Linked DNA regions of Cricetulus griseus: region 1 is linked to region 2. Evidence: chromatin contacts called from public Hi-C data. All regions are on one chromosome and are shown on one strand. The core of a region is the stretch at or near the end of the contact, and the rest is flanking DNA. Distances in the headings are between cores, read along the strand shown. Region 1 holds the start of Mgat1 (alpha-1,3-mannosyl-glycoprotein 2-beta-N-acetylglucosaminyltransferase). Region 2 holds the start of LOC100768530 (immunity-related GTPase family M protein 1).

Region 1 (6,635 bases), core at 986-3,485, 260 kb before region 2:
GGAGGGTGAGGAAGGCAGGGCAGGAGCTGCTTTGGGGCCAGAGATGTCCTGGTCTCAGCTATTGGTGTACTTTGCTCTGAGACAGCCACCAAAAGCCAGCCCTCAGAGAGGAGCCTCCTCACCAAACCCCAGGGGAAAAGAGGCACAGAAGTCAGTCCTCATCTTCCTCTAGGCTGGCACCAAATCCTCCTAAAGAACGAGGGAACTGACTTCCAAAAAGGAGGGGTGCCCACGTACTAGCTTTCCTCCCGACATCTTCCTGACACCTGGCTCGAGCACTTCCCATCTCACAGCCACAAACTGCTCCATTGTAGAAGAGCACTGAGAGAGTCAGCAATAAAAGACGTCAGGAGGCCCTGAACCCTGGCACCTCAACAACTCCAATCTGATCCTGACAGTGAAACCCCTTTGGTTAGTCTCATTTGGCCACAAACCCAATCCTTCTTCCATATCCCAGCCCCACACTGGGGGAAGGTGGAGAATGGAAGAACAGGTGCACAAGGTGAGCTCACATTTAACAGGAGCCAGGTTAGGGTCAACAGGCTTGGTCAAGAGAGCTCGAGTTGCCAAGCTCTCTGCGATGCCCTTCCAGAGAACTCAGGACTCCTTGGCCCCAACAAGCCCAAGCCTCCCCATACCACACAGTGGTTTCTTGTTCAATACCCCCAACTACACCACACAATAGTTCTCCTGATGACTCCCTGGACAACAGGAGTATAACCCTCATCATGATTTATGCACTAGAATGCCACAGGGAGGGAGGGGGGCACAGAAATAGGAGATATATAGACCCAAGAGGGAAACAGGGACAGGATGGTACAGCTCAGGGACTGCAGGCCTGTCTCAGCTCATGATATGACAAGCAGATCCAGCAGGGAAAGGCAGGTGCTGCTAATTCCAGCTAGGATCATAGCCTTCCCAGGTTTGTGGGGGTGCCAGGTGGACACGTCGACCCCTGAACTGGAAAGTGACAACGCCCCGGTAGCCAGCTCTGGGGACACCAGACTTGAGGTCATCCATGACACCCAGGGCCTTAGCAAAGGCCTTGAAGCTGTCTCTGCTAGTGTACTGTACCCGCACCTCCCCCAGCTCCTTCTGATCATTGGTCCTCACTTTCTCCACCTGTAGCAGGGGGGCACTATAGACACGGGCAAGGAAATCCCGGTCATAAGCCTCCCGCTGCAAGTATGACAAATCCAACTGGGTGAAAGACACGAACTGCTGGTTCAGCTTGATGAACTTAAGATGCTGATCAAAGAACTGCCCATGGCTCACACCCTTACGGCCAAAGGTCATCGTTCTTGAAATTTCTGGACGAATACAGGCCCGCCCCTTCCGCTGCTCAGGTCTGCGCATCCAGTCATCCCAGAAGGCCTTGGGCCACTTGGGCTCCAGCTCTGTCCACAGCTCAGCCATCAGCAGCCAGCCAAGGCCAGGAAAAAAGTCTGTTCGATAGAGCAGCTCAGGTTTGCTTGAGTCTACCATCTGCTCCTTGCCATTGTCATTCCAAGCAGACACACACCAAAGGGAGGGGTCTGTTCTCAGCAGTGGGTAGGTGGCCTGGAAGTACTCAAAGAAGTCTGGTGCCACCTCCAGATCGTCCTCCACTACCACAGCTGCTGGGAACTTGAACTTGTTGAAGATCTGGCCCAGTGCCCAGCGGTAGTGCCTGGCGATCTTGTAGTAACCCTGGAACTTGCGGTGGTCTGGGGGCACAGCGATGTTACTCAGGTCTGGCTGCCGGATGTGTGTGACTGCACTGCCATAGGAAGCAATGACCTGTGCTGTCTCCTCGTGCCCGCAGTCCTGGCTGACAATGATGGGGAAATGCTCAGCTGAGGGCCGATAGTGCAACAACTTATCCAAGCAGCGCCGGACAGTGCTGCGGTCACAGGCAATGACCAGGATGGGGATCACGGCTGGTGAGGGGGTCGCAGGCACACGGGGCCAGGCTGGAGGGGCCACGGTGGGCACTTTCCACCTCTGTCTCCACAAAGCATGATGCTCCCTGATTTGCTGCAACAGCCCCCGCTGCCGCTCCAACTCCACCTCAGCGTCCTCAGCCAGGCGGAACACCTCACGGGTGAGGCTGGCAGGGTCATCATCGATAGCACTATCTGAGGGGGGCCTGCCAGGGGCTGGGCGTGTCCAGAAGAAGAGGAGCAGCAGGGCATTCCAGCCCACAAAGAGGATAGCACCCCAAAGCACAAGCCCTGCAGACTGCTTCTTCAGCATCCTGGCCCCCACAGGGGAGGGCAGGCAAGGGGAGGGCTCAAGGCTGCCTTTGGCTTGCCTGGCTCACTTCCCCAGTCTAAGGGTTTATTCTTCTGGGCTGGGACTAGGAAGAAGCCATGTACCTAAAGAGAGGAGAGAGAAAACCAACTGTTACTTCAAGCATGTATAATAATTCCACATGCCACAGGGAAGAGGATAGGCACAGGTGAGAAACTAAGGAAAAAGGGAAGTAAGGCAGTTGACTGCAGGGTTAGGACAGCATGCTCTTCACTTCAAATGAGCTAATGGGTCCTCAGAAAAACAATGTTAGCATGACAAGGAGGCAAGGAAAGATGCTAGTGGAACAGAACTGGGAAAAAAAAAAAAAAAGAAAGAAAAACTGCAACTCCTGGTACCTACCAGACAGATCTCACCTCGTGTCTTTCAGCCAGAGTCTATCTAGTTCAGGAGGGAGAGGTAAGACCATTTAACGCCCATTTCTCAAGTCAAGCTGCCATAGAATTACTGATTAAAAAAAAAAAAAAAATCCAGTATCATACCTGACTTAGTAAGGAAACACAGTGAGATAAAATGTTTGCCTTTCTGTGTCTGATTATTCTGTTTAATACAATGATGCCAGAAGTAAAGTCAGGCTTTTGGAGTAAACTCATGCTTATGGAGGCACTACCCAGAATACCCAAGTTATGGAATTGGCCTCAGCACCACAAAGAAGGAAAGTATTAGAGGGACACAGGGAAGGGGAAGGAGCCTGAGAGCCAGGAAGGAATGAGAAGGGAAAGTAAGACAGGGCAGTAGAGACAGCAGATACAACCAATGCAAGATATATACATCTGCACAATAGTAATGATATTGATCTTAAACGTCACACTGCCCACAATCTCAATGGTTACTAATCAGCCAATACAAGTGAAGCAACTAAGGGCCGAAGTAAAACTATCTGTTTGCTGATGCTGTGAGAGTTTCTAGAAACACAGTCATACAGTTATCAATGGTAAAAACAACTAACATACTAACACACAATGGTCTTCATATCCACAAATAATAAATAACTAGAAGTAGTAAAGAAAAATCCTATGCAAAATCCATGAAAACAAATATTTAAAAACAAACTTAAGCATTCAAAAGCCTGTGTGAAATAAAATAACAATTCCTGAAAAATAGAATACTCCAATACCCCTTTTCTTGGTAACCACACTGGACATCAAAAACTCAATAAAAATGCTTTTGTCTGGAGCTACACAAAATGTCACTAAAGCTCTCATGAAGAAGCAAACACAAGAATATTTGCAAAACTGAGTGGTGAAGAAGAGCTTCTTCAATGAGATAACAAAATAATAACCACTAAAGGTCTGCAATTAGACTGTTATAAATAGACTGACTGATGGAATAGAACAAGACTAACAATTTTACAGGAATTTGGAAAAATATAAATGTAAAATTTCATCTATATATGGATAATTTCCAATCACACCAGAAATTCAAAAAAAGTAAAAACAAAACAAACCTAAAGTGTAGGATAAAACATGGGTGCCAAGAAAGGCTTTCTAAATTTGAGTCGAAATATTAGTGCAACAAAAGCAAACTGATTATTTCCCCTTATTTGAAAAACTTTTACATGAGGAGAAACAGCACAAGGAAAAAGGACAGACTGAGCACTTCTGCAGCATCATCCACAGATACATAATACCACAATAGGGGAAGAATTTCAAATAACAGAGGAAAAGGAGGGAAAAACAAACTCTATAGAAAATGAGCCTGGAAGGGTAGCTCATAAGAAATACATACAGTCCTTACACATATCAGAAAATGCTCAACTTCAAGTATAAGCAAAATGCAAACTAAACATTACTCATGAGACTGGCAAGAAAAAAATTAAAACCTGTCTTATGTCTCTTAGTGACAACTGAAGAACCTAAGTTCTCAATTTAGGGCTGGAGAACATCAGTAAACTGGGGTGAGTGGATATGTTTGCTGTCTTGATTATTATGTTGATTATGATGATAGTTTTATATATATATATATGCATATATATATATATATAGTATATTTTAAATGCATGTGGTTTACCCTGTGCCAATTATACATCAACAAAACTTTTCCTACACAAAAAGACACTAAGGGGCTGGAGATGGCTCAGTGGTTAAGAGCACTTGTTGCTTTTGCAGAGGTTCAGATCCCAGCACTCACAAAGTTGCTCATGACCATCCACAACTCCAGTTCCGGGGGATTTGATGTCTTCTTCTAACCTCTGAAGGCACCATGAATGCATACATACAAGTAGGCAAAACACTCATACACATAAAATACAAAAATAGATCAAAAAAATTTTAAGACACTAATTCATATGCAAAGTAAAATTGATATAGACAGTAAGTTAAAGTATGAGGTATGTATGAGAGCATCCCAATCCTTAGGGAATACACACTGAAATATTTAGAGGCAAAGGTCCATGGCAGATGCCCTCAAGTAGTTCAAAATAGAAAATAGCATAACTGTACAGGCTGAATGGGGCATAACATTAATAACAGATGAATTTGAGTATCCATCCATCCAGATGTCACTCTGAAGGGCCATTTTATCCCTGAGACACCTTTGTACTATTTCCAAATAAAGTTTCTTTAAAAAAGAAAATAAGGCAATATGGACTCTATCTGCATAACTTCATCCATTAGCATTGCCCCAGCTGGGCACATTCAGTCAGAGATGACCAGTTTTACCTTGAATCCCTCAATCACATACCTGCTCCAGCCAGGCTCTTGAAGGGGGGCAAGGCACACACACACACACACACACAAAAAAAGCCATGGTCTCACTGACCCTGCATTCCTCTGCACTCACACCTAGATCTCTGTCCTAGATTACTCTCTACAAGCCCTGTAGTCTGGGTCCTGTCCTCCTAAGCCCCTGTCTACCCCAGCCATTGTTCTTCCTCCTAGAAACCAACCACCCCCAAAGTTCCAGAATGCCAGTATTCACAGAAACCTTAGGTCATTTCCACTCTGCTGTGGCATTACGTCTCTACTTCAATACACTAGAGTCTTGGGGGAGTTGTTACCAGGTTCCCCTTCACTCCCCTTCAAACCTACCTGCAAATTTTCAGGCTGGTGGCAAAACCTCAAAAAAATCACCTTCAAGTGACTTTACCTTCAAATGACTTCATTTTCTCTAGATGTTGAACTGGGTGCAATGCCCCCACTAGCATGCAGATAAAGCAAGACTGTCAGTAGGAGTTTTAGCAGGCCTAAGAACATTTAGAGTGGCCTGAGGGCTCATAGGAAAACCTCCCTCAGGCTCTTGGTTCCTTCCTGCCCTCCTCCCCAGCCTTTCCCTATGAATTCTTCACCAGCACTTGCTTGTTTTGCCCTTCTGAAGCCCTACCTGCTTCTCCACAGAGACTCATCAAGATTCCCTGTGTCATTCCCACATATTCTCCAGGGTAGGATATTCCGCTATGTCTGGATGTTAGTAGTGTATGAACACACACTGACCACCAATGATACACTCTACAGCAGTTGCCATGTCTGGCCTCGGCTGGCAGTGTAGACAAGCCCCTCCCAGGAGCACTGCTCTGAATCCTTTCAGACACCATAAGAAGGACACAGCATATATGTACATGAAGCCAGACAGCAATGCTTGCCATCATGCTGTGTTTTTCCACATCGCTAAGACTCACCTCTAAGAAGGAAACCATCATGAAATAATTCAGCAAGTTGCTTTAAGAATTGGTTGAGATAACCCACAGAGCATTTAGAACAGTGCCAGCTATACAACAAAATAGACAACAAGATAAATCTTCCTTGATGCCTTCAGATCATGATAGCCTACCTCCCCATCACCATCCACACCAGTGAAACCAGCAAGAGACAACACAAGGATGGGATCAGCTCCATGCACTGCCAAGCTATAACTTCAACATACAGATGTGCATTAAAGCCTAAAAAGTGTTTTAAGTGGGGAAACCACACATATATGCAATCCCTCCACTGCCATTTCCAATCCATAATGCACTGAAGCACAGTTTTCTAAATTCATTTGACAACAAAATCTCACAGCACCTCATTTGGTGGCATCTGATCTAATCTAATGTGAGGCTATTTATATTCTCCATCCAACTTGGGTGTCTATTCACATTTTGCTACAGAAATAAACAAGTTATACTTTGTATGATGTACCAGACTCCATAATTTCAAAGGGAAGGAAGAACTGAAAAGGAGTCAAAAGTCGATATGCTAAATAACTCAAGTGTGTAGAGAGTAAGACCTAGGAGAGAAGGGATACAGGTTATTCACCCTGGGATAAAAGATGAGAGAGAAACACAATGCTGGTACAACAAAATAATAACAGCCCACAGCCCAGCAAGAGCAAGCCCTGTAACCCCTGAACCAGTAATTTGATGAACC
Region 2 (6,961 bases), core at 1,017-3,516:
TCGATCTCCAAAAACATTTTTCAAAAAGAGCACTTTCAGCCAGGTGATGGTAGCGCATGCATTTAATCCCAGCACTCGGGAGGCAGAGTTTGGGACCAGCCTGATCTATAAAGAGCTAGTTCCAGGGCAGCCTCCAAAGCCACAGAGAAACCCTATCTCAAAAAACAAAAAAGAGCACTTTCTATTCTTGCAAAAGACCCCAGGCTCAGTCCCCAGCACCTGAATGGTGGTTTACAACTGTCCTTAACTCCAGTTCCAGGGGATCTAGCATCCTCTTCTGACCTATGAAAGCACCAGACACACACACAGTGTGCATATGCACACATGCAAAACATTTGGATACATAAAATAAATTAATCTTTTTTTAAAAAAATCTTGCTGGGGTGTGGTGGTGCATGCCTTTAATCTCACTTGAGGAGTCAGAGACAGGTGAATGTCTATGAGTTCGAGGCCAGCCTGGTCTATAGAGCAAGTTCCAGGACAGCCAGGGCTACACAGAGAGATGCTGTCTCAAAAAAACAAACAAACAAAAAAAACAAAAAGAAAAGTCTCACTATGAAGCCAAAGCTGGCCTGGAACTTGCTATTATAATACAAGGTAGAAGTCTGCAACTCAAGCTCTTCTTACCTCTGTCTCCCAACTGATTAGATTATGCATGTGTCCCCATGGCCCAGTTTACCCACGAAGCTTCTAAACATGCAACCACCTGAAGTTAACCCTCAGCCTAGCCTCGTCAGGGAGGTCTAACTCCAGACTGCCTCACCCAAATACAAACGGCATTTTCAAGGACAGGCTGCCTGTGTTCTGATTATCCTCTGTGCTCACACACTGCATCCAGCCATTATGTCATCCTGCCTTAAGGAGCCTTTCCCTGATGCCCAATCATACAAGTCCTGCTGTGTCAGCCTTGGTTCCTACCCAGGAGCAAGAGCATGAGAGGATTGGGTTGGAATTTTGGCTCACTGACATAGAAGGTTCCAGAAACTCTCCTTCTGATCTTCCTTTACTGCCCTGAGACCTTTTCCTATTTGTTCTTATGGAAATCACATAAAGAAGGCAGGACGATAGACAGCCCCTACCAGTCTCTATAGACAAAGATCGAAATCAGCCAGAGACTAGCAGTAGCCTGATTTCTCCCCAGGCCAAGGGCTTAGAGGGAAGCAAAATAGAGGGACAGCTTCTGGCTGTCACTCAAAACCTCCAGTTCATTAAACAAGAACAGGAATGAAAAGGGGGGGAGGGCAAAGTTCACACTTATTTGTCTTCTTAGCAACTCAGTCTCTTCCAGGAAGGAGAAAGCGAAAGCTACCATCATCAGTAAAGGATCACATTACTGGTCACCTGAAGGGGTGACAAAGGGCTCCCTGTGACCAGAGGTCTGTTATATTTCACAGACCTTTGGGCAATACTGAGCCCAAAAGTTGGCAGAAGTTGTGTTTAGGGCACTGGAAAGTGCCTGTGTGAGCCTCCTCCTCTCTCCCTGCCCAGCCTGTCTCGCTCCACAGTGAATATGAAACAGGCTCAGTTCTGCTTGCATGTACACCCCTGCTCCTCTTGACTCAGCTGGGCAGTGAGAACTTTCCAGTAGGTACAGAAAAGCAGCAAAGAGAATGACAGAGCTGCCCTGACCCTCTGAAAGCAACAGGGCTCCTCTTGCCTGTCCCCTTTGTCACTGTGCCTGTGCCAGTTGCTAGAAAACACTTGTGCTTTTCTTCATGAAAACAACACATGGGGGTCAGTGCTTCTATGCCAGGGTCAGAGTCTCCAATTCCTGCTTTTGCTCAGGTGTCCAACTCTAATAAACTAACTCCTGGATCTTAGGGAAAAGATATATGCCCTCTCAGCTCAGACCCACTTCCCACTCAAACACTGACTGCGAGGACTAGAGCCTGATTCCCCCACTCCCTGGTGCTCTGGCTTTCTCCTTGATGAAGACAGTGAGGTTAGGATAATCAAGTGAGCTGGCAACCACGGGAAACAATCACACAGAACTAGGTTGCAGCCCTTGTCTCCAAGCACCTAAGGGGCCAGTGTTTACAGTTCTGAAGGTTAGCATTGCCCGGGTGGTGTCCATGTAAAGAAGGAACAGGTGCAAGCACAGGGTGGCTGTCAAGGTCTCTCAGCAGACATGACAAACCCCTGACTCAAGTCCCCATCCCCCCACCTACTCCCCCACCCCCACTTATGTTGAACTCAGATCAGCCCAGCAGTGCTCTGCCCACTCTCTGACGAATACTATGTACCCTGCCCAGTCTAATCCTTCAAACCAGCTGTTTCCAGGAATTGAAACTGAAACCTACTCCCCGTCCCAGCCTTGACAAGCAGGACTCAGATATAGCAACTGCAAAAAAACAAGGTCTGCACAGATACAAGAGGCAGAAAGGCAGTAAATCCACTCACTCGGTCAGCCAGCTCCTACTCCTTCATGACAGTGTCTTAGAAGAACTCCAGACCTCTGCAACTCATCTCTGAACATCCTGGGTCTGCATTCCAGTTCTAGATCGCTCCATAGAGAACTGCTGGAGGACAGCAAGATTCTTCTGGAAGGCAGCTAACATCTGGACCCCACATAATCCCTCCTCTGGAGCCGGTAAGTAAAAGCCTCGTTAGTGCATCTTGTTCACTGCCAATCTCCCACAACTTCTGTCGTTACGAAGTGAAAAGTAGAACTATGACACCAAGTCTTGGAACCTTGTGATATGGCCTATTTTGCTTAGGCAGGGCCTCTCTCTGACTGTCTTCAGTACCACACAGCACTGCAATATCTTTGCTGCTTAAATCCATCCAAGCCACCAGCATAATCCTAGCCTGTGGGTCTTCTAATAGTGGCTAAATTTGAAGAAAGAGGGCAGAGTATGCCAGCCCGTATTCTCTTAGGATCTAAGATAGCACCTCTTCATTTCTCTACAAGAGTAAATTCTTAAGATCAGAATGGAGCATAGGCAATATCTAAGATAAATGTAAAATATGAAAAAAAAAGAGTTGTTTTTTGTCTAGACCTCAGGGTGGGTTTTAATATAAGGTACCTTAGTGACCTTTTTGTGTGACTCCATCTAAATGTCTTATTTGCATTGGAGTGGCTCTGTTTAAGGTACCAACTCATTGACTAATCTATAAATTAACTAACTTTTCAAACACTATCTTCCCGAGCAGCTGGGCTCAGTATTGTCCCCATTCACCTTGAGGAAGTTTAGCACACTTTCCAGAGATAAATAAACATCTTGAGTTTTCTCTCAGTCTTTCCTAATAGTGATCAAATAAGGAATAAGGAATAAATGAGGGTTTTAGAACACACAAGGATATTAGTTCACAAAAATCCTTGATTTTAGGTTCATTACTAGTCTACTCTGGTTCCCACATTTCCATGAGTCTTTCTGATGGAGATCCATAAAAGTTGTGTGATGTATGAACTACATAGAGCCCTACACAAAAAATAAAATAAAATAAAACCACTTGTAAATGTGCTTCATTTTGCATCAGGTAAGCCATGAAATTTATTTAGTAGGTTATAATAAGCATGTTTTCAATTTAATTAATTAATTGGAGTAGAAAATAGTAAAACTCAGTTCAGTGAATTAAATGGAATAAAGCAGTGCCAGAGTGAATTGTGTGGTACCTACCACTTCCATGCAGCTATGGACAAGTGTGTGTGAGCATGCTCTCAGTTCTGTGTCTGTTGGGAGACTCCAAAGACACTGCTCATGGGGTCTGATTCTTCTTTCCAGGCCCAGCTCCCCTCTCTAGTTATATCTACTTCTTAAGCTCCCTCCAGAATCCATAAGGATCTACATTTTTCCATGGGCATCTTAACCCTTTACAGAGGGGGTGAAATAGAGGTATAATCTGGGAAGGAACCTCAAAAAAAAGGAAGTAGAGGGCATATGAGTCTCAAAAAGAATTCTATGGGTTCTTTGCAAATACTGGTCAGTGTCCTGAGCTACCAGTACTCCGAGGCTATCCACAACAACACTCTCCTGAGTGGCTCCCAGAGGAACTTGCAGCTTTACACAGTTACCCATGGCTTGTCCACAGTGTACTTGTAATACACGGACTGCAGCAGGACACAACCATCTTAAGAGTTCCTGGATCCTGTGTGCAGCCCTGACCTGCACCACCTCCCACAGGGTCTAGTACAAGGTGTACAAGTGTGGGAAGTCCCCATCTTCAGTCACAGTGACATAAATGGTTCTGAGAAAAGCATGGTTTGCACTCATCTTCTACCCTGGTGAATAAAACTCATGGTAAAGTAAAGCAGACACAGAATGAGACCTTGGTCAATGACGGACAAGGGAGCAGAGTTACCTTGAGGACAAGACACTACTGAATTTCACACAGCTTTTTTCTGCCCCCCTCCCCATCTCCACACACCATTGCAGAATGTTCTGTCCTCCTGGACTTTGTCTGGCTTCATTCCCCTGGCTTCCAACTTTGCCTCAGAATATACCAGCCCACCATGGTGCCTATATACCCAGCTCAGGGCACCTTGACACTCTGAAGCAGGAAGCACCAGCCAGGCCAAGCCATATCATCTCAGGTCTGACGCAGCAGCAGCTGGAGGAGGACTCTGAATGGTCTCGATAGTCGCTGGCTTAAAGAGCTTGCAGTCTCTATGCAGGTGTGATAACACGTGACAGCAAGCTTTCCCATGTTCTCCCTCCCACTGAACTCTGGACCTCTTTGTGACCATTTGATGAAGCATCTTGGTCTCTTGATGAGTTCAACCCCAAAACAAGTTCCCAGTAGTTGGAGACACTGGGGGAATTTCTTTTACTACTGCAATTCAGTTGTAGGATGCACATAAAAGACAGCAGAACACATTGGTTTCCAAAATTATAAAATATGTGTCCATGTAAGGTGTAAATGGCAACTTGTGGCAGTGAATAGATCAGGGTTTCCAAGGGAAGCCCCTCAGCACACATCAAATCCTCTATTCAATAGGATTGTCTTCACTATACAGACAGAAACCTGGAGTCCCATTCCAGGGCTCAACCTTTGGATTCCTTACACTCTGGTTCTTAGACATGGTGGTATGCCCCTGTAATCCCAGCACTAGAGAGATTGAGACAGGAGGATCATAAATCTGAGGTCAGTGTGGGTTACAAAGCAAGACCCTATCTTAAAAAAATTAGAAAAAAAAAGACTATTTATTCACAATTCTTTGTTTCTTCACCCACAATCAACAATAATGAATACCACTTATCTAATAGGGTTTGAGGACTATTAAGTGAGATAAGGCATTCGAAGGACCCAACACAACTCACAGACACAGGACCTTCTTGCTGTGTGGTTAAAGTGGAAGAGTGGAGGAAGAACCCGAGGAACGGCTTCCTCGGAGACCCCAATAAAACCAGAGAGCCTCACCAAGAGAGCTGAGAGTTGTGCAGAGAACATCACACGGATCTTGTCATGAAACCATCACACAAGTCCTGGGAGGTGGGTAGCATGACTTTCTGGTGCACGAGACAGAAACCTGGAGTTCCGGGAGTGTGTCCATGTTACAAAATGCTGAGTGCCTCAAACACAGAATGGTCTCTAGGCCCATTTCCTTTTGTAGAGGATAAATCGAAGTACCAAGGCTGAATAACAAGGCAATGGCAAGCAGAACTGAGTTGTATTCAGATTCTATCCCGGGAGAGGCATATGTGAAAGAGGTGCCCAAGCCCAAGGACATTATGGAAGCTGGGAAGCTGCACTGTAGGATGTATCATGGTCATGAATGTGTTCTACAGATATAATGGGGTCTTCTAGAAAAACTTCCCCCTCAATGTAAGGACAAGGCATGTCTCCAGATGTGCCATTGGGTGTTCCTAATGTGACAGAAAGGCTCTATTAAAAAGGAAAAAAAGGCCTTGGATTTTAGAATTGTTTTAATTTATTACATTTAGTGTGTGTGTGTGTGTGTGTGTGTGTGTGTGTGTGTGTGTTTATGTGTGCTCAAGCATGCATGTGGGGGTGGTTGGATGACAAATTTCGGGAGTCAGTTCTCTCTCCATGTGGGTTCTTGGAATTGAACTCAGATCATCAGATTCAGCAGCAGGTGCCCTTAGCTACTGAGCCATCTCACTAGCCCTGGGTAATAGAATGTTTTTATTTATGATCATGCACAAGAAGAAAGTTGAATTTTCAGAGAGGATAGCATAGTCCATCCATAAGGAGCAGCTTGAGTGTTGTAACCTTGTGATCTCAACCAGTTCTTTTCTCAGTCCTGGACTACTCCCACTCATGCTTTAATTTCATTGCAAGCAACCAGCCAGCAAGAAAAATCTACTCTTGAGTCTCTCCAATAATAATGTTAACAACAGTCATGCACAGAAATGTACAAACGTAATACTGACCAAGACACCAGTGGCAGGCTACTTAGAAATTGTTTTGTCTGTTGAAGTTGATGGGAGATGAGAATATACTAGAAAAAAATGTGATCCCCAATATTTTTAAAAATGTTGTTTGAAAAAGGAAAAGGCAGGGTTGCGTTTTAGAAAGGAATAATTAAATTATACAGAGGGCTTGCAGGTCCTCACCAGCCCGTGCTTAGTGAGGAAAGCTAACCCTCAAATTTTCAGTTGTCCATCCTGCCTACTCGCTTAGACTAACCTGTGTTCCCACTGGGTGATCTGACTAACCTCTCCCATCATGCTTCAGAACTACAGGCCTTCACACAATGGCTGCACAAGCATCCTCCAGAGCAACATCTTCCCCTCTGTGAATGTGTGATCATCTCCTGAACCATTCTGTTTGTAAATGAAATGTCTTTGCTAGTCCCCTGGTTATGGATCTGGAACCTCAGGGTTCCGATACCCTCCCACGTCTAACACCACAACTTTTTTACATTTCTACAGGCTGAGCCACTACTCCCCAACATGGCAGAGACCTCTTACGCACCACTGAATTCGTCCTTCGCCTTTGCCACGTCATATCAAACAGCGGGTGGTATTTTACCCGAAGTCAGCAGGACCGTTGAAAG

What was found. Hi-C and Micro-C count contacts between places; a contact is called where the count stands out from the background.
Region 1: a contact with region 2 is called in a Hi-C map of liver, with 3 times the contacts expected there. The contact joins the promoter of Mgat1 here to the promoter of LOC100768530 in region 2. A contact is called at or near these places in 4 of 8 Hi-C or Micro-C datasets (the CHL-YN cell line, the CHO-K1 cell line and liver).

Annotation. Positions count from the first base shown.
Region 1 is chr7:63,775,341-63,781,975 of CriGri-PICRH-1.0, reverse strand. It overlaps Mgat1 (alpha-1,3-mannosyl-glycoprotein 2-beta-N-acetylglucosaminyltransferase), which reads right to left and starts at 2,235. Exons shown (of 1, transcript NM_001243980.1): 1 at 892-2,235. The coding sequence starts at 2,235. The coding sequence ends at 892.
Region 2 is chr7:63,516,261-63,523,221 of CriGri-PICRH-1.0, reverse strand. It overlaps LOC100768530 (immunity-related GTPase family M protein 1), which reads left to right and starts at 2,266. Exons shown (of 2, transcript XM_027427676.2): 1 at 2,266-2,590; 2 at 6,837-6,961. The coding sequence starts at 6,858.